Regions from separate parts of the Mus musculus genome. Here region 1 is linked to region 2. A link is a contact called in public promoter capture Hi-C data. All regions are on one chromosome and are shown on one strand. The core of a region is the stretch at or near the end of the contact, and the rest is flanking DNA. Distances in the headings are between cores, read along the strand shown.

Evidence for each region. Capture Hi-C pulls out chosen DNA fragments and counts their contacts.
Region 1: a promoter capture Hi-C map of liver shows a contact between it and region 2. The contact joins two enhancer-like sites. A contact is called at or near these places in 1 of 115 datasets of contacts at active chromatin or transcription factors (embryonic stem cells) and 1 of 9 other capture datasets (liver).

Annotation. Positions count from the first base shown.
Region 1 is chr4:118,214,887-118,220,027 of GRCm38.p6, reverse strand. Ptprf (protein tyrosine phosphatase, receptor type, F) reads left to right here. Exons shown (of 33, transcript NM_011213.2): 22 at 2,839-2,936. Among named protein-coding and RNA genes, the nearest start is that of Mir7226, 6.9 kb to the right of the region's middle. Within about 2 kb of position 3,072, at least 11 of the 459 cell types and tissues checked have an H3K27ac peak or open chromatin away from gene starts, as enhancers often do. A contact at or near this core is called in liver, where this site is marked.
Region 2 is chr4:118,039,384-118,044,210 of GRCm38.p6, reverse strand. The region is part of intron 3 of St3gal3 (ST3 beta-galactoside alpha-2,3-sialyltransferase 3); the gene reads left to right. Among named protein-coding and RNA genes, the nearest start is that of 9530034E10Rik, 67 kb to the right of the region's middle. Within about 2 kb of position 1,345, at least 16 of the 459 cell types and tissues checked have an H3K27ac peak or open chromatin away from gene starts, as enhancers often do. A contact at or near this core is called in liver, where this site is marked.

The sequences.
Region 1 (5,141 bases), core at 1,823-4,322, 170 kb before region 2:
TGTGCAAGGGTGTAGGGTTCCTGCTCCAGGCTCAATACCTGTCCCTTCCCCTGAGCTGCTCTCATGTGACTTCGAACTGTTCCTTCCACCTGGAATATCACTCCTTCCCTACACCCCAGAGGTGTCTCTCAGAGAGCGACAGTCTCTAGCTGTAGCTCCAGGACCTGGCTGGCTCAACCCGTCCTTGTGTTTATCGTGTGGTAGATTCTCGCTGGATGCTTGAGCACACAACAAAGGAATGAGTGAATGAAGTCATGTGTGCACACTGAGGGCTTATGTTTGTGTGAGGTGGTTATCACTGCGCATCAAATTACCCCTAACCTTCAAGGCTTAAAACAACAGTAATTATGTCTTCTCTCTCACAGTTGTTATGAGTCAGGAATTGGGACAGGGCACGGTAGGATACCCAGCCAGGGTAGGCCTTCAGCCGGAAGATTTGAAAGCTGGGAACTAGAATCTTATAAAGTGGGGCTGGCAAATTATGGCCTGGAGCCAAATACAGCTCACTGTCTGCTTTATAAATAAAATTTGCCCAGCACACCACCACACCCATTCATTTCTGGGGACATTTGCACTACAAAGGTCAGTTGACAACTAGAAGGTGGAAGAGAACCCTGGGTGTCTGCAAGCCTTTAGCACTGGTTTTCTGGCCTTTGGTAGTGAACTTTGCCAACCCTAGGGTGGTTTGTTCCGGTGGGAGGTAGTTGGCAGACGAGCTAGCCTCTTTGTGTAGCCTGGACTTCCTTATAGCATGGCGACTGAGTTCCAAAGACACGTGTCTTGAGAAAGTGTTCCGTGTGGACCCAGCGGGCTGTTGTAACCAGTGCGTGAATCTGTGGTTAGAGGAGGCTGCTCTCAGAGGGTGCCTCACTTTGTGGGCACCAGACAGAAAGTTGGGTTGGAGGTGGTTCTAAGTGGAAGCACAGTGTGTATACATCAAGTTAAACCCCTGAAGGGTATTTCTGCAGCATTGGAGCCAAGAAGTGACCGTGACCGGCAGGCTGAGCAGCTTAGACTTCATCCTGACTGACCAAGGGAGTCATTGAAGGTCTTCATCAGAGGAGCAGCAGAGCTGGCTGCTTCTGTGGAGAGCGGGCGGGCCCTGGGGAAGACATCAGGCAGTTAAGTGGTAGGAAAGGGAGGCAGGAGAAGAACAGAGTCTGGGAAGCTGAAGGTGGTAAGGCAGGTGAGCTGAGCTCACACAAGGATGCAAAGCCAGTTCTGTGTCTGCTGCCATAGAGGATATCCAAGTGGCAGTAGGCCTTTGTGTCTGGACTTTGTGCTGACCTCAGGCCGGGAGCCACCAGTGTGAATGGTACCAAGGATCAGGTAGTGGTCAAAGCTCAGAATGGGCAGACTCTCCCGGGACGAGCAGGAAGGGAGAAGGGAACAGGCCGCAGGATGGTGGTGTTATAGGGGAGCATGCAGGCAGAGGTGTGGGCAGAAAGGTTCCCTGTCTCAGGTGCTGGCGTAGTGTGGCACTGAGAGGGTAGGGCCCATAGCTGTGTTGAGGTATAGGACCCAAGCCTTCAGGCAGAAGTATTTCCATGGGTTGAAAAGCAGCAAAAGGGAATGCAGAACGCTTTTCCATATCAGTGTGTGAAGGATGTCATGGGCACATGACATCCCTGAGAAGGGAGGAACTTGAGATTTTAAAAGATTTTTCATTTCCGGTATGGAGACCATCTGAAAATGGCCAAGGTCAGATTTTGAGGGGGTGAGGGCTGGGCTGGAGTGACTTTATTATAGGGTCTCAAGAGGCCACTCAGACCTATGTTGCTTGGAAGCTCTCTCTTTGGGGGAGGGGGACTGTCTGTTACTGGAAGGCACGTGAGCTGACCCACTCTTTCTGTCTGTGCCCCTTCCTCTTGCCCTTCACCTACAGTCCCTTCAGTGTCGAACCGCAGAACCAGGTGACCAGAAAGAGGGTTCCTGAGCTCTGCTCCTGTCCCATTGTTTTCTTTTGGTTTGTTTTCTCTGCAGGTTCCAGTGCCCCCAGTTGCCCGAATATCTCAAGTTAGTTTTCAAAGTTCCCACATTGGTTTGGGGACACTTTGGCTTCAGTGTGTCTCCACTCTTCTACTTCCTCACGTCTCCCCACTTTCTCCTTGCCCTTTTCCCCTTGCCTTTATCCCTTCCCTCCCCTTCCGGCGTCTCCCTTCTCTCTGTCCCCTCCTGTGCTCACTGGCTTCCTCCTGTATCTGCTCTCCCACCCTCTCTCCTTGTCCCTGCCTCCTCTGGTCTCCATCCAACCCCTCTGTGTGCCTCCGTCCTGATCCCTTGCCTGTCTTTGTATCTTCCTCCCCATCTCTGCTTCTCTCTCTCCCTACTTCTATGCCACTCTGCCATTGTCTTTGCGCTCCATGACCATTCCACCCACACACTTGGTGCCCGGGGTGACAGGGTCACCAAATCTCTGAGGTGACTGGCGTCAATGAGGGGTCGGGGTAAGGGGGTGTCTGTCTCAGACAGGTGTGGTAAGAGCCCAGCTTCCACCCTGTTCCTGAGCTCGAAGCCCCGTCTTAGTGGGAAGAAGCCCCTTGCTCCTCTTAGGCAGGCCTGGCAGGCAGAGAGCCCTGTTGTCCCGTGCAGCACCAGGTCATCTGGACATGCTTCTGTGTGCTCACAGTACACACACCTCCATCTCTGGCCTCCCCTGATGCCCAGCCACTGTGTGTTCTCCATTCCTGTTGCCGCCGCCGCATGTGCTGTTGTTTCCATGCCACCAGTGCTGAGTACTTCATGATCACACATGTTCACACATGCCTTGGGCTGTCTCTACCACCCTGACCAGAACTCACACTAATGCCACCCATGTGTCTGCCCCACCTCCCCCAGGTATGCGAGACCACCCGCCCATCCCCATCACTGACCTGGCAGACAATATTGAGCGCCTCAAAGCCAACGATGGGCTCAAGTTCTCCCAGGAGTATGAGGTGAGACACCCACCACTCCCACCGTGTGTCCTCAGTCTCTCCAAGTCTGGTTTTGTTTTGTCCTGGGTCCCACCTGAGGTCGAGGATATTGGGATGTAGGCCAGGGAGATCAATAGCAAAGTTCAGTTGGGGAACTGGCCGTCATAGGTGTTGGGCTCAGCCCACAGGCTCACCATAGCCCTCTGGTGGTCACCCTAGGACATGCTTCAGAAGGCTCTGCTAGGTGATGCCTGCAGAAGCAGACACTGATTTAGTAGCAATGGCTATAATATCTAATCTCCAACAAGAACAGGCCTGCACTTACCAGGTACGGGACAGCATCCTCTTACTCGGTCCCCCGTGGAGTGGTACTGTCACAGTCTTGTCTTACATACCAGAAACCAGACTCAAACAGAGGTGTGAGTTACCTAGAGTCAAACAGCTGAGGAGTCGTGGAGCCACCCAGACCTTGCCTGTGCTGGTTTCATGACCATCCGCACTTCAGTCTTGCATAACAATGTTACTGAGTCTCCACATGGTAACCATTGTCCGAGAAGGGTGGGAGGGTCTGTTCTCAGCCCGGCTTCCATTCCCGCTCCCACATGTGATCACACATGCATGCCGAAACACATAGCTCATAGATGGGGAGTCAGGAAGCCCTCCAAGTGTTCGCCTCACTCTGGCCTTCACCTCTGTTTGCTAGCTCAGACTTCAGGGTCAGTGACCACCTGGTTCACCCACAGCTCTTTGTCAGGGACGTTTGGGTGTTCCCAGGCCATACAGTCAGGGGAGCCTTGTTAGAAAGGAAGTGCTAAGGAGACCCCCTTTCTTTGTCTCCCTGCTGTACTGGCCGCTCTTTTGTCAGCACTTGGCATACACCTCAGAGGATGACTGATGGACAGATGATGGATAGATCTGTTCAGCTGGACCCAGGGGGTTGCTCTCTTTTAGTCAGGTGTCCACTCTTGAGTTATGTTTGGGGGATATATCCCTGGGTACCGGATTTGCCCTTCCGAGGGCACTGGGCCAGGTAGATCCTAAAGGCGACAGGCCAGGCTTCCAAAGAAGAAAACTGAGCTTGGCAGGTAGACAGATGAGCATGCCTCTGCACAGCAACAGTGTCACCTCTGCTGTGGAGGCAGAGCCTGTCAGCCGGGTGGCCTGGATTTAGCTTAACTTCTGGACAAGGAGGCCTTCCTTGTTTTTTACCAGTATTCGCCCTTGTCCTGCCCCACGCCTTGGCATCCTTCCTATAAGCCCCTGCTCACGGCCGTCACCTTACCACCTCCCCTCCATCCCTCCCATCTGAGCGTTCTTTAAAGGCCCTTCTTTGTCCTAGAAGCCACCAGATCTATTGTGGGCTTTCCCGAAACTTTCTCTTCATGGTCTGTAGGTCATTTGTCAGACTGTTGTTAGCACTTAACTGTATTCCAGTCCCTATGCTGACATGTAGAAGCAGATGGCCTTGGGACGCAGTCACTGAGAAACACAGACAGAGCAGTAATCGTTGCTGTGAGTGTGTGGTTCTGACAGCATGCACTAAAATCATATATAGCAAACACAATGGTGGGTGTGTCTGGTGGGTGGGGCCTCACAGAAGTGATGAGACAGCCTCCTTAGAGAATAAGGTGGCTGGGACCAAAACGGAGGAGACTGTGATACAGGCATCGATTCTTTCCATCCTCAAAGGAAGGACAATAACTCAAACCTCTCTTGAGTAAAAAGATGGAGAAATGCACGCAGTGGCTTAGGACCGTGCTGGGCACACCGTGAGCTCACACAGAAATGTAGCTGTTAGCATTTTTGTGTCCTGAGCCAGTCAAGAGCATGGGAGGCCTCTGAGCAGGAATTTGATACTCAGATCTGCATTTTTTTTTTTTTGAAAGACTGTTCTTGCTGAAGGACAGAGAGGGTTGGAGCAGGGCAAGAGAAGAGGCCTGGAGGTACCAAGCAGAGCTAGCTGCTGGCAGCAGCAGCAGGTTGAGAAAGGCAGAGGAAAGGAGTGTAGGGGGGTGTGGTAAGCAATGGGAGGGACCTTGGGGAGGTCCCAAGATGGACTTTAAACCTGGCTGGGCTTCCTGGGTCAGTGATTTGTGCTATCCACTGAGGGGTGGGGGGGTCACATCAGAACCTGCTTTGACAGGAAACAGATGAGCTGGCCTTTAAAGGGACTGGGGTGGAAAGAGCTGTGAAGCTTGCACATGGAGATGTCTAGGGGGCCGCAGG
Region 2 (4,827 bases), core at 96-2,595:
TGCTTGCCTGGTGGACCATTTTGCCTATATATGTTTGTCACTTAAAATTTGAAGATGGTCACGTGTATGGCACATCCCAGTACTCAGGAGGTGGATGCAGGTAGATTTTTGTGAGTTCAGTTCAGCTTGGTCTACAAAGCCAGTTCCAGGCCAGCCAGGACTACACAGTGATATCTTCTCTTAAAAAAAGGTTTTTTTGATGTGAAGAACTGTGATTGTCTGACCGATGCAATGGTTGAACATCATGTACATCATTAATGTCCCTGTACACTGCTCTAGATGGGAGAGATGGTTGTTATCAGTGGGGGCCACTTACTCAGTACTGGGTTCATGTCAGCTGATGGGAGTGGGTGGTGGCTCTGTAGAATGAGAAAAGGAAGGGCTAACACAAGACTGATAGGGCTTGTCAGGCTCTGTATCAATCAGTTACTCTTCATGCTGTGATAAAAAGCCACAGCCAAGGCAACTCTTAGAAGGAACGTTAAATCGGGCTTACGGTTCCAGAGGGTTAAGAGCCCACGGTGGTTGAGTGGAGGCATGGCAGCTGGAGCAGAAGCTGAGGACTCACATCTGGAACCACAGTCAGGAGACAGAAATGGATCTTGAAATGGTGCAAGTCTTAGCCCTCTCAATGCCACCTCCAGTGACACATGCCCTCCAGTGACACACACCCCCTCCCCCCACAGTCCAGCCATGGGGACTAAGTGTTCCAGTGCTCAAGACTGTGGGGACTTCTCATTCAAACCATGATCAGTGCTATTGGCTGGAATTCCATCTGAGGCTCTATACGTGAGCATGAGGCCTGGCTATCACCCCACTTTCAGGGACTTCCGTGCGGGTTTCCTATTGCCTAGAATGGGAACTTGCAGTGTAACATAGCTGTTTCCATTTTAGAACACTGGTCGAGTGGGAACATCTGCATTCCATTCTGAGGGGTGGGGAGTTGGAGCATATGCACAGGGCATGGAAAAAACTGTTATTATTATTACAGAATTAAAGCTGTGCATTAGCTTAGGTTGTAAAAGCTAGTTACGTGGGGGTTGGGAGGGACGAGGCTGGAGACACGGTTTGGTGATTAAGAACACATACTCTACCTGCAGGAAACAAGAGTTTAGTTCCCAGCACCCACATCAGGCAGCTCACAGCTGCCATAATTCCAGCTCTGGGGGATCTGATGCCCTCTGACCTCCTCATGCATAGACGTACACTGTCATATAAATAAGTAATAATAAGCAAGCATATACTTACTACTAATAATAAACAAGTAAGGTGGGTTGTGACTTGTTCTCTGAAGGGCAGGTTAGACTGGCTGAGCACACAGCAGGCGAACAGGCCGAGTCCTGAGTGACCTTGAGGTGTGTAATTAACTCTGCTCTGAGGGCCAGCCAAAGTTCAGGTCTCTTAGAATGTAAGAGATGTTTTCATTAAAATGTATCACCACAGTTGATCTTGGGCTTTTTTTTTTTTTTTTTTTTTTAAACAAAGCAACAGTGCTTACCTGCACTGTCACCTGCACTGTCACAATGGCTTATTCTTTATGGACACACCCAATTGAAATTTGTTTTCTTTTGTTGGGAGTTTGTTTGTTTTGAGACAGGGTGGGGGTTTTTGTTGTTGTTGTTTTTTTGGTTTTTGGTTCTTTAGGGTTTTTTTTTTTTTTTTTGGTTTTTGATATTTGGTTTGGTTTTTCGAGACAGGGTTTCTCTGTGTAGCCCTGGCTGTCCTGGAACTCACTTTGTAGACCAGGCTGGCCTGGAACTCAGAAATCCACCTGCCTCTGCCTCCCGAGAGCTGGAATTAAAGGCGTGCGCCACCACGCCTGGCTTGAGATAGGGTCTTATTGCTGGCCTGAAACTTCTCTGTACATCGGGCTGGCTCAAACTCACAGAGGTCCGCTTGCCTCCTCTTCCTGAGTAATAGGACTAAAGGCATATATGCATGGACACATCCAGAGAAATTTTACATTTTTTAAAAGGCAGAACCAATTCTCTCTCTCTCTCTCTCTCTCTCTCTCTCTCCTCTCTCTCTTTTTTAAAGAATTATTTATTTATTTTAAGTATATGAGTACACTGTCTTCAGATGCACCAGAAGAGGGCATTAGATCCCATTACAAATGGTTATGAGCCACCACGTTGGTTGCTGGGAATTGAACTCAGGACCTCTGGAAGATCAGCCAGTGCTCTTAACCTCTGAGCTATCTCTCCAGCCCCTAGAACCAATTCTTGATGAAGCAGTTTGTCCGCAGTGTTGCAGATTAAAGCCAGGGCCTCCAGCATGTTAGGAAAGTCCTCTACCCCTAGCTACACCCCTGCCCAGCAGTTCTGACTTCTATTAGATTTCCCCCTGGAGTGCACATCTCTCTGGTATTCTGTGTGAGGAAACGGGAGTGTGCCTGACACCCTTGCTATGCGCCAAGGAAAGAGGTTGTCTTAACGAAAAGGCCCTTGTGTGATTGTTACCAACCAGACTGTCTACCTCTCAGGAGCACTGTTTCACTTGAAGGATGGACAGATGTCGTGCTTTGAAAGCTCAGAGTCTGGCAGATGTCTCAGACATGAGAGCAAGCACATGCATCAAGGTGCCGCGGGTGTTTTGCCACCCATGATTAGATGTATGCATTCCCGGAACCGTAATGTTTCTGAAAAGGTACTTTCACTGGTCATCCTTCCAGAATGTAACTGTAAATTACACTAGGATCGGGGGCTGAGCCCCGTTTGGACCCCCTCCTCCATCCCTTTCAGAAACGGTCACTGCACGCTTGGAAGGATGTTCTCTACAGGCTGGGTGAGGGGCTCTCTGCCCTTTAGTTGGTTCAAAGTGAGTAATTGTCCCGTTCAAATCTTCTGAGTTCCCACTGGTTTTATGGCCTGACTTTTCAGCGGCTCCTGTGTTTGCCTGTTTAATGACAGCAGACCTATTGTGCATGACATGTAGTTCAGTAAATTCCGCGCAGTAAGGGAAGTGTTCCTTATTTGATGCATGCACACAGTTTGCTCGTGGCCTGCTTTTTATGCTCAGTTTCTGAACTTTCCAGGAGGTTTACAAATTCTCTAGGGTTCTCCCCCACCAATACTTTATGACTCTTACTGTGACCCAAAAGACATACTTAATCCCTTTGTAGGATCCCTGAAAGAGTTAACAGTTTACTTCAAAGGCTCCCAGCATCTGCAAAAGCACTTTGTACATTCACAGCTCTGACCTGGTGCAGGTGCTGGAGAAGGGCAGAGCTTGGTATCACCCAGGCCACTTCCCGCCTGGAGCCAGGCACAGGACACATGTGCTCCTTGGTTGGTAGATTGTGTTACCCTGCATTTACTGGCCTGGCTGAAGCAGGAGGCCTAAGCCACCAAGAGACTAAGCGTTTTTCCTTCCGTGTGCAGCTGCCTCCTTGCTGCTGTGGTGTCAGGGAGAGGAGTGCTTTCCGCTGCTGTATCAGCTGTCTGTGGCTGTCAGTGGCTCTGAGCCTGGTAGACTCAGGAGTCCCATGATCTTCTGACTGTAGGCAGATATGTGCTCAGGGTGGTGAGACCTGGACTGTCCTGTGGGCTACCTCAGAGGCAAGTTGTCCCCAGAGCATTGGTATGTTTGAGGTGGCATTTCCTTTGCAGGCAGCATGAGCACATAGTTCCAAGAACTCGTATGTGTAAAGCGTGCAGCTTGGGATGCTCAGGGCTCTTCGTGGACGAGGTTGAAGTTCAGGCCTTTAGAAATGATGTGCTGACAAGTTAGGGGTTCTCAGAGGGAACCCCAAAGCAAGAATCAGAAAATGGCAACGTATGGGAAAGTAAACAGAGACGTAGACAGTTAGTCTAAGCAGAGTCATGGGACACCCTCAGTAGGTGGGGGTCTGCGGTGTCACCAGCTGGGCGGGCTGAGAGTCAGGAGTGGGCAGAGCTAGGCAGTCACTGTTGTGAAAGATGACTGACCCAGAGAGGCTAAGGACCATACCTACCACTGCTGCCACCACTGGCACTGGCCCCTCCCCGCGAGTAGAAAAGAACAGAGGATCCATGTCCCCAGCTAGTCTGTAGGCCCCCCTAGTCACACCACTCATTCAACATATTTATGGACCCCCACCTTTGTACCAGACCCTGTGTTAGGTGCTAGAGATACTGGGTGAGGTGAGCTCTGCCTTGTGTGTGTGTGTGTGTGTGTGTGTGTGTGTGTGTGTGTGTGTGTTCCCATTCATGGAAGTTAATGATGTTTAAGTATGAGCAGCAGCATTTCCTTTCGGCTCATCTTTATTTTTTTATAGATTTATTTATTTATTAGATGTAAGTACATTGTAGCTGTCTTTAGACACACCAGAAGAGGGCATGAGATCTCATTACAGATGGTTGTGAGCCACCATGTGGTTGCTGGAATTTGAATTCAGGATCTTCAGAAGAGCAGTCAGTGCTCTTCACAGCTGGGCTGATCTTTAAAGAAGGGAATTTAGCAGCCCAGCCTGACTACCTATAGACTGATTAACTGGGTGAAACGGGGAAAGCAGCGTTCAGGGACTGCTCTTGGGTGAAGAGTGGAGCCACTTCCAGGGCTGAGGACCAGATACTGGGTATGTGTGAGGGTGACAAAGACAAGCTGTGTGAGGCTTCTTCAGCCGTCATCTTTAATGACTGGGCGGGCGGCATTGTAAGTAGGACTGGCGGGTTGACGGGCGGTCCTCGTGAGAGATTGCTTTAGGCGAAGTGGGCAGTTGGGCAGAATAAGTTGAGTGTGCACAAAGAAAAGGCAAAGAAAGGAAAAAGGACAGGAAAACCCCCACAAATTTTGTAGGAAAAAACCCCCAACTTTCTTTGCGGACTTTGAAGCAAGGATGCTGGGCTC